Linked DNA regions of Bicyclus anynana: region 1 is linked to region 2. A link is a contact called in public Hi-C data. All regions are on one chromosome and are shown on one strand. The core of a region is the stretch at or near the end of the contact, and the rest is flanking DNA. Distances in the headings are between cores, read along the strand shown.

The links. Hi-C and Micro-C count contacts between places; a contact is called where the count stands out from the background.
Region 1: a contact with region 2 is called in a Hi-C map of whole larva, with 4 times the contacts expected there. The contact joins the enhancer-like site here to the promoter of LOC112043465 in region 2. A contact is called at or near these places in 2 of 2 Hi-C or Micro-C datasets (whole body and whole larva).

The regions. Positions count from the first base shown.
Region 1 is chr12:4,144,700-4,151,783 of ilBicAnyn1.1, forward strand. It overlaps LOC112043465, which reads left to right. Exons shown (of 9, transcript XM_024078876.2): 5 at 2,968-7,084. The coding sequence starts at 2,998. Among protein-coding and RNA genes, the nearest start is that of LOC112043464, 13 kb to the right of the region's middle. Within about 2 kb of position 2,427, at least 8 of the 8 cell types and tissues checked have open chromatin away from gene starts, as enhancers often do.
Region 2 is chr12:4,051,113-4,058,114 of ilBicAnyn1.1, forward strand. LOC112043465 reads left to right here and starts at 3,730. Exons shown (of 9, transcript XM_024078876.2): 1 at 3,730-4,081.

The DNA.
Region 1 (7,084 bases), core at 1,177-3,676, 92 kb after region 2:
AACTTGAAATTGTGTATTCTCTATGTATTGCAAGAATTAATTTTCAGTCACATTTCAGTCCAATGTCTCGTCTTTCCGTTCATAGATACGCGTAATATTTTGAGGTGCCATGTAATGAAACACATAACAACGTAGTCAAAGTCAAAATTCATTTATTTCAAATAGGCTTCAAATATTAAACTTAAGGTAATGGTGATAATAATTATTCGAAAACTTAAAATTAAAGTAACGAGGGTTCCAAACGCGCCTAGTAGTAAATATAGGCCGCGTTTACACTGTCCTCCAGTGTGAACGCGGCCTAAGTTTCGAACAAAAGGTTCAGTAATAAACACAAATATTTAATACACCGAAGGGTTTGTGCGTACTGAAATAGAAACCGGCACAGGTATATGCACATGTGTACCAACTACCAGCGCCGTCTAGGGCCACAATCGATTGAGGGCGGTCGTCACGGCTACAGCTTCGCTACGACCATTGATCCGGGAATAGGGTTGTCGCAAATATTTGTTTTAGTTTTTAATTTCGTCAACTGGTATAATACTTGTATACTATGTTTTCTACTATTTTCTTTGTTATTGTTTTTCACAAACCCCGCGGGATTTTCATGTATAAAGAGTAGCATATTGTCAACTAATGATTTTAAACTTATTTCGTGGTTGTTCATTATGAATGTTATTTAAACGGGTACATACCACGATAAAACGACGAGATTTTTATTGTCGATATTTCGACCCAGTTGCATGGATCGTGGTCACGACGGGACTGAAGTTGCGAGATGAGAAGTGAAGTCAGCTGTTAGGGGCAAAATCGATCTACCCTCTTTCTTGTTCTTTTTCTTTTTTCAACGACCTCGCGTTTTTGGCAAACCACACTCACGACATCGCTTTTGTTATTATGCGTATCGCGGCGCCCTCTTGGTTTGCACAATTCTACCACCAGGTTCCACTCGCTGGCTAGTTTGAAACCATCTTCCCGATTGAAATTTTTGTATTTTCGAATTTCAATGGCTTCTCGAACTACTCGGGGTATATAGTGGCGGTCCGTGGAAATAGTGCGTGGATTATGGATCTCAATCCAATGTTTAGTTCCCGGTTGTAGAATGTGATCAGCTATCGCAGACTTTTGCGGGTCGTTGTTTTTTTTTTTTTATATCGACAATAAAAATCTCGTCGTTTTATCGTGGTATGTACCCGTTTAAATAACAAGCATATTGTCAGCTTAAAAAGTAGCATATTTATCTCTACTTGGTGTAAAGAATATCTTACTTCTTATTAATTCATCAAAATTACGCTCTGACAGACGCTCTTTTACATTTATGATATTAGTATTAATTAAAAGTATCTTAAATGTAACATAAAATATAAAAATAAACATGTATGTAAAACTAAATTAATGACTGATATATTTAAAAATAATTAAATGTGTCAGTCTGCAGTGACAGCCCTAGTTACGATATACATCTCTTATAGTTTGTGTCCTCTTTGAAATACATATATTATTTTGTTATGAAATGATGTACCTACATCGTACAATACTAATTGTCAGGATCGATCGCTTTCTAGAGGTATCCTTCGAGAGGTTTCTTTTATCAAAGTTTTCCTATTCGATCACAATATTATATGTACAAGTACCTACTCCGGAACTACTTGTTTTGACGCATTTCCATTCGGTTAACATGCAGATTTAGCGCAATCTGAAGCAACAGATGACTTCGTTTCACGAGATCGGATTTTAAAAAAGTTATCCAAAAATACGGAATTAAACGCGGATAAAATAGGGTAACGCTGTCTTCCATTTTAGGACGTCACTAACACGCTTAATTATTTTTATTATTTAATAGCCACGTTGTATGCCAATACTGATCTCTGACCTAATTACAGACAAACCAGAAGGTCATGGGAGGTGTCGATTAATCGCTTTGCGATTTCTTTAAAAAGAAAGCGAGTACTCGTACCTCACGGACCTAGTTTCGACCGCAAACGGCTCAAATACGCAATCTCCGACGAGATTGCTGTATTTGTTCCGCTTAGGGACTCTGCTGATGCAGTAATCAATGCTGATCCCTTGGGCTTGACTCTGGCAGAGCTACTCCGCGGTGCTTTGCATGCATTAGCGAATCTGCGAAAGATGCAAAAAACTCTTTTGCGATCGTTAAAAGTATATAGGTACGGTACATACAAGTAAGCTAAATAGATGAAGTCGCGGGCGGATAACACTAGGGCAAAAGCTGGGCTATAAATCGGAAAATAAAACAAATTGTATCGAAATAAAAAAAAGAACAACGTGACACGCAATAATAAGGTCGGTAAACTTTTTAGTAACGTCTCGCGGAAGTTTTTCGTCGTGTGCTCTATAGTCTATACCGTGGTGCGTTTACATTGCACGCTTGTGTGTGTGCGGGGGCGAGGAACGCTCAAGGGCAACCGGCGGGTAATGACCCCATCACCTTAAGTTCTACGTACCATGAAGTATGCTGATAGACCTCGCGAAACACGATATAACTGATCCCTTTCCTGCGCGATGCTTTTCGATTTTATTTTGATGCTGATTCGGTCTAGCACGATCATGTATTGGCTTTCCTGTATCGACATTTCTACTCGAATTCCGTTTTTACGTATTGTGAAATAGATGGTATTTAGCAGCTCTTTGTCAGTGTTCTTCTTGGGAAGTACTACCGCCATGCTTATTTTTGCAGTCAAGCAGCATTATTTTGTATTACAATTTCGTTATGATGGGTCATGTCTATAATAATTATAATTTTGAGCACATGAGGCTTGATAAGTACGAGAATGGCTTCCGTAGACGAGCGCAGGACGGCTAAGTGTAGGATGAGTTCCTTGCTTTTCCTACTAGATGTTCTGTTATGGACGATGTAAATGGTATCTCTGTGCTGCTTTTTATAGCACCATATCGTATTATTACCATTATTTTTTTTAATATTAAATGAGGTAAATTTTATCGTTTTAGGTGCTGGTTGTCGGACCGGGACTGCATAGTATGGATGTCAGTTTCAACAATGTACTGGAAGGGACACGCCAGTACTTTATGGGAATACCAAAGCAGGCAGGAGGAACCGGTCAACAGATGTGGCCTGCCAGCGCTTCCACCGAGGAGGGTGCTCCCGCTCTGTCCGGAGCCCCGACACCGTCGTCCAGACCGCCGTCCGTGGCAGCGGCACCGCCCGCGGCCCCTGCGCCCTCCGCAGTCGCCATGCCGCCGCGCCCGCCGTCCGAGCCGCTCGAGCCCGAGCCGCACTTCATCCACAAAGCCACAGTGATGCGCGAGGCAGCAGAAAAACGCCGTGAACAGCCGGAAATCGAGGACGAAGAGGAGCCCGGAGGAGCCTTGTCACCGCCATCTCACATAATACGGAAGCCGGCTCCCCACACGCTGCCGTCGCCCGCGCCGGCCCCGGCCGTGCCGAGCCCGTCGCCCGCCCGGCCCCCGTCTGAAGCCCCGCCCACTGCGATCGTCGCGACCGAACCAACCGACACCACGCTTCAGTACCGTGCCCCCGCTCATCGGGTACAAACTCCGACGGCCAGGCCGCCCGATCATTTCACATCAGGCCGCCCGTTAGATCACTATTCGGCGTCCCGTCCGCCGGAATCTTATCCGCGGTATCCCTACGAGACAAACGGGCCCGACACGGGAAGAAGTTCCCACGGACCGCCGGTTGTATCGCCTCAACCTTCGATTCAACCCCGTCAGAGTCCACACACGTATTCCAGAATCTCTAGCTCGATTCCGCAGCATCCTATTAGCCGTTTAACTGAAACGACGTCTTATAGCGCATCTACGCAGCGATATTCTCTTCCGCCCACTCAGGCGTTACCTCCACACAATGACCGCGTCCCACCTATTCATCATCCGCAACACGTGCCACCGGCTAAAAGAATTAATTGTATAGATAGTCGTGCGTCGCCCGTATACTCGTCGGTCCCATCACGTCGCGAATCTCCTGCGCATTCGAGAGCATCATCTCAGTATGAAAGACATCCAACGCTTCCGCAAAGAAAGTACGACCCACAACAAGTTTATTCCGGCTACCGGCCGACGCCGTCGGCACCCTTGCCTATTCCAAATCAAAGAATAGATTCACATCAACAACTTCAATTTAAGCACAGTACTATAGAGGCTATGAACGCATCGTATGCAATGAGAGGCTCAGAGCGAGTGCCACCACCGCAACCGCTTTTACAACCTCAAGAAATTGCGCGGCTTGCTCCTCGCTTAGAAAACGTTGTCAAAACGAGAGCAGCAGACACTAAAAGTAGCTACCCTTATGCTACTCCTTCTACATCCGCTGTACGATATCCTTCGAGTTCACCGGCTCAAGCTATTCAGAATAACTCGCATCCATATCCACAAACGATTCAGTCTAGATCATCATACCGCACGGTTGTTGCGCCTAAGACAAATTATGATTATGCAACGCCTAATCATGTACAAATTTCACCGTCACGCTCAACGGCTAAACCAGGATATCCAAGTCAGCAAGCGCGTATGACCGTCTCTGTTACAACGTTAGTAGACCAAATGAAACAAAAGCGTGAATCACCGCTTGATTTATCCGTCAAAACTGTAAAAAATTCTGCAGATTCATCTACAACTCAAGATGACGCTATCGATTCTGCTTCAATGAAAAATGAGAATCATCCCATTCAATCCAGACCTACTACAAGCAGCCGAAATTCTGCGATCACAGGTTTTGTTGGCTCACATAAAGTAGACTTCTCGCCTGATTTTGCTCAATATAGAGACAGAAATACGAACGCGTATAATGCAACAAATCACAATATTAGTTTTAATGGGGCTTATAATAATTCTTCGAGGCCAGGGGCTGACAATTATCACGTTGAATCTCGACATCAAGTATATACCGAACGTAGTAAATATAATCCCGAAAGTAGAACTGATTATGTTCCCAGAATAGATCTCACCCGTACTAGTGGCGAAGATCGTTATTCGGTGAATAGAATACGCGATGATCGACACTTAATTATAGAAGAAAGAAAACGTCCTGCAGGTCCTATAGTTAGTAACATTCCTGAGAAAATTCTTCGTCACGAAACGTGGACAGCTGACAGCCGGATAGAACAACTGAGTCAATCAGCACGAGAACAACGCGAACTAATGATTCAGCCAGTATACAGTTATGCAAGCCACAAAAGGCTAGAGGCAAATCAACATGATCAAAAACGTTCTTTGAATTCTCTTCCTTATCGTGAACATCATCATCATTCTCATCATCGATATACTAGTAATTCGTATCCAGAAAGCAGAAACAGAGAAGTGAATGACTACCATCCCCATTATCATGAAAAGTTACCATCAACCAATAATCGTCATATTATTCAAAAAATTCCGAGCCAAAGAGACTTACTTTCACATCACGCATTACCTATCAATAGTGTGCAACATGCGGATAAGAAAGTTTTAAGTATATTACGAAACAGTTTAGAAACAAAACAAACAGGATATACAGAAACTGCTAAATCAAATAGTGAAGTTCCTGATCTCATTGTTATAGATGACGTAGATGATTCTGTGATAGAAATAACTGATGATGATGTAACGAAAGATAACGAACTGAAAAATAGTAATAAATTTAGTATTTCGAAAACATTAGTGCCAGGGTTAGAACATCACATCAAAATGCCTAAAGCAGTGGATTCAATACCAAGAGAATCAGATTATCCGAAATTTGATAGTCCAGATTTCAAGAGAATATCTCCAGAAAATGATGTTGCTTCTAGAATAAGAACGAAGGCGGAATTAAAAGTGATGCCACCATCACAAGATAGTTCGTCAAAATTAGAGATGAAGCTAGACACTATAACTGTTGAAAATAATACAAAGCTTCTTCCTAAATCTCAGAAACAACATCTTTTTAATCAGATTCGAGAGGATAACCTCAGATTAGAATCTGTAATAAAAAATGAAAGACACATTACTACCAACATTCCAGAAATAAAAATAGAACCTATGAATATAGATGAAATAGAAAGGGACGCCATATTGCAAATAAAAACGGAAAAAATTGAAGAAAACACGGATGCAGAAGAAAATAGTAATACCGAAAGTTTTGATATGGATTGGGCTAGTGCTTGTGATAGTTTTATGGAACAGCTGAAAATGGGATGTCATAAAAAAAGAAACAGTAAGAAACGTAATAATGGTTTCGATGCAGAAAATGAGTTATCAGAACAATCTTTAGAGGTTAATGAAGTAAAAGAGGAGAAGAATTCTATGGATAACACTGGAATAGCGGAAACCAATGACGTGACAGAAAACTGTGGAGTAGCAGAAGAAACTGTTGTGGCTGAAAAGAGTGCCGTAGTACAAAAAAATCCACCCACAGATATTAATGAAGTTAAAGACCAACAATCTACACAAAATGACAGTATAAAAGAAGACAACCAATCCAAAAACAATATTCTAGAAATCAAACCTCCCTTGGAAAATGGTAGCTTTAAAAATCATGAACAACTATTAGAAAATAATGACATGGCAGAAGAAAAAGAATCCTTTGAAAGTAAGGGTTTGAAACAAGACATAGAGTTATCTAAAAATAGTGATGTAAAGGAAGATGTAGTTGAGTTTGTTTCTGAAAATTGTGATGCAGACTTACCAGCTATTGTTGAAATAAAAAAGGAACCAATAGATGACGAGGAACTAAAGTTAGAAAGGGAAGTAACTTTACCTAAAGTAGATTCCTTAGTTAAAGGGCGGCAAAAGAATAAACCCGAAAAACTTAGAAATGAAAAGCAGAAAGACAAAGAAAATAATAAATCCTACAAAAATAAGAGTAATATGAAGACAAAAAATAAAATGACAAACAGTGATTGCTTGCCGATTAATACAGTTCCAATAAAAAAGGAAATAGAAGAATCCGAAATAATTAAAACTGTTATAAAAGAAGAGCTGGAATCAACTGACGACGATGAACCTCTTATAAAAAGCAAGCTGTTGAAAGACAAAAAACAGAGTGATCAATTAATGAAATATCAATTACTAAAAGATTTTACAGAAAAATCAGCGTACGTTAAGTTAGAATGTTGTCATGAACGTATGAATAGCA
Region 2 (7,002 bases), core at 2,480-4,979:
AACAGATTGCCTCTATCTTTTTAAAAATGTAAGAAAACTTGAATAGAGATAGGTATTTGATGAAAGCATTGCCTTAAGTTATACATATACATTGTACGTATGCACGTGACGGTAATATCGCTAACTATGGGCCTTATTAGAAGGCTTAAAGTCACGGCGGCTTTCAGCGGGCGATGGAGCGAGCTATTGGAGTGGAGTTTCTTGGAGTGGAGTTTCTCTGCGTGATCGAATCAGTAATGAGGAGATCCGCAAGCGAACCAAAGTCACTGACATAGCTCAGCGAGTCGCGAAGCTAAAGTGGCAATGGACCGGCCACATAGTTCGAAGAGGATTTTGGGGTCCTGGAATGGCAACCCTGCGCCGGATAGCGCAGTGTATGTCGACCCCCCAATAGTTGGACAGAGGATATCAAGGCGGTTCGAGACCATTGTGCTTGTAAGTACAAGAGGCATATGTCCAGCAGTGGACGTCTATCGGCTGATTACGATGATGATGATGATGACGATGATGATGATGATGATGATGATGATGATGATGATGAAGAAGAAGAAGAAGAAGAAATACTTTATTGCACACAAAAATACAATTATAAATTGAAACATTAAAAACATTAATTAAACTTAGCATGCAAAGGCGGCCTTATTACTATAAGTAATCTCTACCAGGCAACCCCTGACGAGAGAACTGAGAGGTGCAAAATATGTATTTATATATATAAATAATTTAAAAAAAAATATATAAATATAATATAATATATACGTAAATATAATATTAAAATTTACATATGTATTACATAATATATTACAACTAATACAAATACATATACATATATATATATATATATATATATATGATGATGATGATGATGATGATGATGATGATGATGATGATGATGATGATGATGACACTAATATCTAGCTATACAAAAATGAGCCTTACTCGACACGGGCATGCGGCTCATCCGTAGTGTGCGAACAGCATTGAGCTCCGTTTATTAATCATAGTCTTCTTCAGTCACAATGAAACAAACTACATTTTTAAAATGTTTTATAAACACGCGACGCTGCGACACGGAAAACAAAAAAAATCGCGACTTTTTAACCTACTCAAAAATAGGTAAAAATAAAAACGAAATTCAAATTGAATAGCATTGGTGGCAAGAAATTCAAAGTGAATAAGTACAAAGTTAAAGTAAAATAAAAAAAGTCATCCCCACTTTAAATGTAGGGGTACCCTAAAAATACCCCAAGATTTTAGTTTATAACTTTGTTCATATTTTTACCCGACTGCAGGAAGGGTTATTAATGTACATACTCATGCTAAATTACAGCTTTCTAGTAGTAATAGTCTCTGTGCTAAACCGCGGACAGACAGACGATATTAACTGATTATGAAACACGGCTAAAACTCAAGTGATACAACGTTCGGAGTATGCACGACTAGTTTCGAACCCATACGAGGCCCTTAGTTATGAGCTGGTTCTTGCAACGCGGCACGATCCAAACGATGTGGATTTGTATTCATAATCAGTTAATAGCAATAACACTCACGATGGTTTAAATCCTAAAACAAATGGTATTGTACGATAATCACAACAACATTCTACAATTGAAGACTAAGGATTTGGCAAGTCAATAACTAATAAAAGCTGAAAATTTTAAAGTATCTACTTACTCAATTAACTACTTAAATAATAATATTTCATCTAACTACTTGATACTTCCGCGCCACGATTTCTTTGTTTCTAATTACATTATACCTACCTACTGTATATTCTTTAGAAAATCTCTGTGGTAACACAAAAACCAATTTCTCACGCTTTAAAAGCTGTATACAATAACTCGGAAAGTTGTGCGAACGAAACGATGGTAAACGTCGGATGAATGTACGTAAATGCGGGTAGGTATAGAGAAAAAGCAATGACTTCTGTGCATACTACTATAATGACGGAGGATGTTTCTAAAGGAGGAACCGAGAGTAAGGTTTTCGCAATTGAAGCCTTAATTACAGGGCAAATTAGACTATTATCGCATAAACTCCACTCTTCTCTTATATCTCCCAGGATCTGCAACAGTAGTCAGCACTGCTGACTTCCATTACCGTCATGAATTCTTCAAAAGTCAACGAGTGTAGACATTGAGTTTTGTCGGTTTCAATGTTTTACCAGCCGTAAATGCATGTTTCGAGTAGGTAATGTGCTTATTTTTAACCCCCAGCGCAAAAAAAGGTGTTATAAGTTTGACGTGTCTATCTGTCTATCAGTCTGTCTGTGGCACCATACCTCCCGAACGGATGAAGCGATTTCAATTTTGTTAATTTTGCGCAAAAGATGACTTATGTGCGAGTGATCTTAGACATGTTTGATGAAAATCGGTTGAGCCGTTTAAAAGTTGTGTGGGGTGAAATTGGCGAAGAATAACCGAATGACTGCAAATACATATACTCTAGTGGAGTCTCAAATAAAAGCGCACTGAAAGAGAATGTTGATGACTTGATCGAGAGTGTAATTAATAATTTCATAATCTTCGGGAAAATTTCGAAATTTTCAATTTTATGTTAATATCCAGTCTCAACGGTGATACGGCTTGACAATTTAACATGTAAATTAGTTAGATAAATGCTCTCCAGAAGACTGTTAAGACCTCAGACGAAGGTTTGTTTAGAAAAAGATTTATATAACTAGATTTCAATAAATTGCTCGTGTAAATAATCTTTTTCTGTGTGCCACGCCGCTAATGTCCCGTGCAAACCTCGATAGCGTGGAACGCGCAAAAAAATTCCCGCGGAGAAATTGCCTCAAAGAGTTTTTGCTGAATGCAAATTAGTTCTAACGGAGTTTTATTGCTCGTTGAATAGCTGTTGATGTAGTGTTGTTGGTTTGATGGGAATCGTGCGGCTAAACACGTCGAATATGGCTCAACAACCGTTCCAGATCAATACTTATGTTAAGGAATACCGGGTACGTACCTAGTTTTATTAATTTTACGATTACAACCTATTTACGTTACTGTTAAACAAAGTGAGAAAATTAATATTCAAATGATACAAGTATTTCAGTTATTTATTGTTTAGATCATCTTCATCATTATCAACCCATATTCAGCTCACTGCTGAGCTCGAGTCTCCTCAGTAATGAGAGGGGTTAAGCCAATAGTCAACCACGGTGTCCCAATTCGCCGCTATGACATATTATAAAACCTACGCTCTCCGGAATCGGAGACTCTGTCTTAATTGTTTAGATACTACCCGCGTTCAAATGTTGGTAGAGCAGTTCATGGTGCCGAAACATCTTGTTGTGTACCTAAAAATCGTTGAGGTAATGATAAAAACATAGTAGATGACAGATGTAGATGTGCAGTTTTACACTTCAAATATAGACACAATGGTTACAATAAATATTGTTAACAAATGTTGTTTATAAATTAAACTCTACATCGTACTTGATGCACGCACGGTGACGTGTGCGATGTTTGCCAATATGCTATCAACGTAGCGATGAGCATTGAGCCCAAACTCCAAGGCATCCGTCACGTCATCCACAGGCCACAGCCGCCCGCGCGTGGTGTCGTGAATCGTAGCAATCATAGCGGGATCGGCGAGCTTCGTTCGGCTGTTATTGGCCTCCTTGTCCCCTCCTTAACGTGTGCCCGCGAGAGTGAACGAGACCTCGCTGCCCCTCTTTACCCTCCTGCCAGGGCCGGTCGGCGCGCAATCGGGTTTTATCGTCGACAAACTACCAGTTTTCAGCGGTCTGTACGCGTAAGTGTTCGTGTCGCTCGTTAATTACAGTTGAATCCGACTTTTATTTCGTACGTCTACTAAAAAAAACTCTTGTACAAAAAAAAACTGGATACGCTTCGTCGCAACGGATCAGTGCCGTGCAGATGGTGTAGTGTTGAATTGATTCTGTGAGAGTGCTTGTGACTGCTTACGCGACGTTGTCCAAAACGACTGCGTCGTGGATCCTTGACGCTCTGTGGATACTTCTCGTGAGAACTACGAACCGTCTACGTGGAATTGAACCGGACTGGTGTCACGCGGTGTTCCTTGAAGCTCTACAGTCTACACGCAAAAGAATACAGTAAGCGAGTGCATCATTTTCAAACCACTTGGCAGTTAATTATACTTAATTACGTTCCGTTATCTGTGCCGCTGTAACTATGTCGTCAATAAGCGATAACTTTTAATTTACTAATTGTGCTCTCGATTCAATTGTATTCAATTTATTTGTAAAAAAAAATAAACCTACCTATTCAATTTTTAATTAGCGAGCCGCCTTATGTTACTAAACGTTAAGTTAAACAAATTTCAATGTCACTACTTATCTTGATTGAGGAGTTACGTACGAGGAAGCGTAACTTTATTGTTCCTCGAAAAAGCAGCTGTTCTTTTATTTATACAGTTAAGCGAAAAAACGTAAAAGAAACTTGACTAGAATCAGCAGATTGCGTTGATAATAGGTTAAAATTGACAGTTGGTTAATTACAAGCAACGACTTGGCTGTGAAACTGCTTTCCAGCAAGTCTGGATGGGCGTGGCAAGTGGCCAAGTGTTGCCAAGGCCCACAGGAACGAGTTTTTTTGAATCGTTTGCCGAGAACAGTATTGCGAAATATCAGCATCCAGCTTTCTCGACGCGTAATTTTATTAGAGTTGATATTATTTAATGTGAACAGCGGGTTAGTTGTACCTACCTATATTGAATTTTAGATACTCTAGGTAGGTTAACTAAAGAAAACTGGGTTTAATACCTATTAATGCACATTAAGGGCCTACTTTTTGCAGTTCTATAGAAAGTAGAGTCCGGCGATGTTTTGTATTCATGCTTCAAACTTTTTTCCTAACACTGGTTAAAGAAGTTGAGAACATAATGCTATGTTTTGGTAGAAATCCCCTATTCGACAAATAATTTTGTCTTCAAAGCCACTTTAGTCGTGATTATGGCGTATTTCGAGCCTTATGCATTACTAGATATACACTCAGACAAATTATTGTATAGGACCTGCCCTGCTAGACGTTACTTTTCTGACAAAGTATATGATCAACGATCTAATGCGATTATAAAAAACTGTCTCTATAGTATCGATGTTTCATAGTTGTAATCGTGTTCGTCGGTTAAAGAGCTCCGTAAAATTCCTTCTTGTTTAATTGAATGGTGTAAAAAACGGGCATAATCTTCAAGTTTAGTATTACTAATATTATACTAAAACTAAGCTCGTTTCCCTCATAAAATGACAGGCAATTTTTTTCGTGAACTTGGGTGCGATACAATTACTGTTCAAAATTCATTTATTTCAAGAAGGCTCAGTTTACAAGCACTTTCGAAACGTCAGTTCCTTCTATAATTGGTCTGAGGGTATACATAATATCAATCACCTAGTCTGAACTTGGCGCTAGTAAATAATTATTATTTACGCATAATAATTATGGCCTTTTAACCTTGCGCAAGAGTCACGAGATTACCGCCATGTTGAATTATTGTTCCGATAGTCGTTTCAGTCATGAGTCAATCGTCTTATAGCGAAAAACCTCAATCAACAACAAAAGCTTTCGCTTGAATGTTGGATTAAGGGTCGGGTACCGAAAGCAGTAATCCTTGAGATGGTTCCTTAGTCAGGAGCCCTGATCAACGAGTGCCTTGGCACTCGAAAGTTTCGCAAACGGAAGAGCGAACTTTTTTTTAGAATATTTTATCTAGTGTTTTTATGTATTTGTAGTACTTCAAGAAGAGATAAAAAAGGCCTCTAAATTAACTAAGAGTATCTCGAATTTTGGTGATATCTAACCTTCCTAAAACGATAACATCGTTAATAATTAATAAATTTTCAAACAAATTGTAATGAACAAACTAACTAATAAAAAATCCGCAAAAAATCCATTTAGGTACTTACTTACTATCTTATAAATAATCGGCCAAGAGCGAGTCGGCCTTGCGCACGACGGGTGTCATTATATTTTAATCTACTATCTATAAAAACGGCAAAAAAATTGTTGTATGGGAGGCCCCTTAAATATTTGTTTTATTTTGTTTTTATAATCTTTGAAAATTTCAGCTTTCTCATGAACCGTGATTGTTAATCACGTTTCATTTCATGTAGGACGGACTAACGGACGGATAGACAGAGGAGTTTTAGTAATAGAGTCCCAAGTTTTCCTTTGGGTACGGAACCAAAAAAGAGAGCGAGAATTTTTTGTGTGCGTGAGTGCGTGCTTTTCATTTATTTGAAGAATTGTCCTATAAGACATTAATTGTGGTACATAATTATTATGTAGGTCACAAACTTTCTCGTATGTTAAAATTGAACTATATACAACACTGAACTCCTACAATAGGTAGATCCTCCTCCTCGATATTTTCTTATGAATGAATGACAATATAATATGAATTGCAAATTATGATGTAAATTTTGCCGAATATTGCCGTATGATTAAATCTAATAAATAATAATTTAATTAATCGAAAGTAATCGATCTCTATGCTTGTTATAGTCAACATTTATGAAGAATTCGTTTATTTTGAGCAGTGCTAATGTGGAAGGCGCACGGTTTCGTCGCTAGGAGCAAGTAGGTCGCGCCGCGCTGTCGGCCGCGACGGCAGAGGCCGAAGTTGCCAGCTTATAAACTACACTTCTTTGTTGTTAAGGCTCGTTCCGCTTATGTCCGAGTCGACGGAGTGGGTTGCCAGTTTATACACTACACATCTTTGTTGCTAAGGCTCGTTCCGCTTATGTCCGAGTCGACTGAGTGGGTTGCCAGTTTATACACTACACTTATTTGTTGCTAAGGCGCGTTCCGCTTATGTCCGAGTCGACGGAGTAGGTTGCCAGTTTATACACTACACTTCTTTGTTGTTAAGGCTCGTTCCGCTTATGTCCGAGTCGACGGAGTGGGTTGCCAGTTTATACACTACACATCTTTGTTGCTAAGGCTCGTTCCGCTTATGTCCGAGTCGACTGAGTGGGTTGCCAGTTTATACACTACACTTATTTGTTGCTAAGGCGCG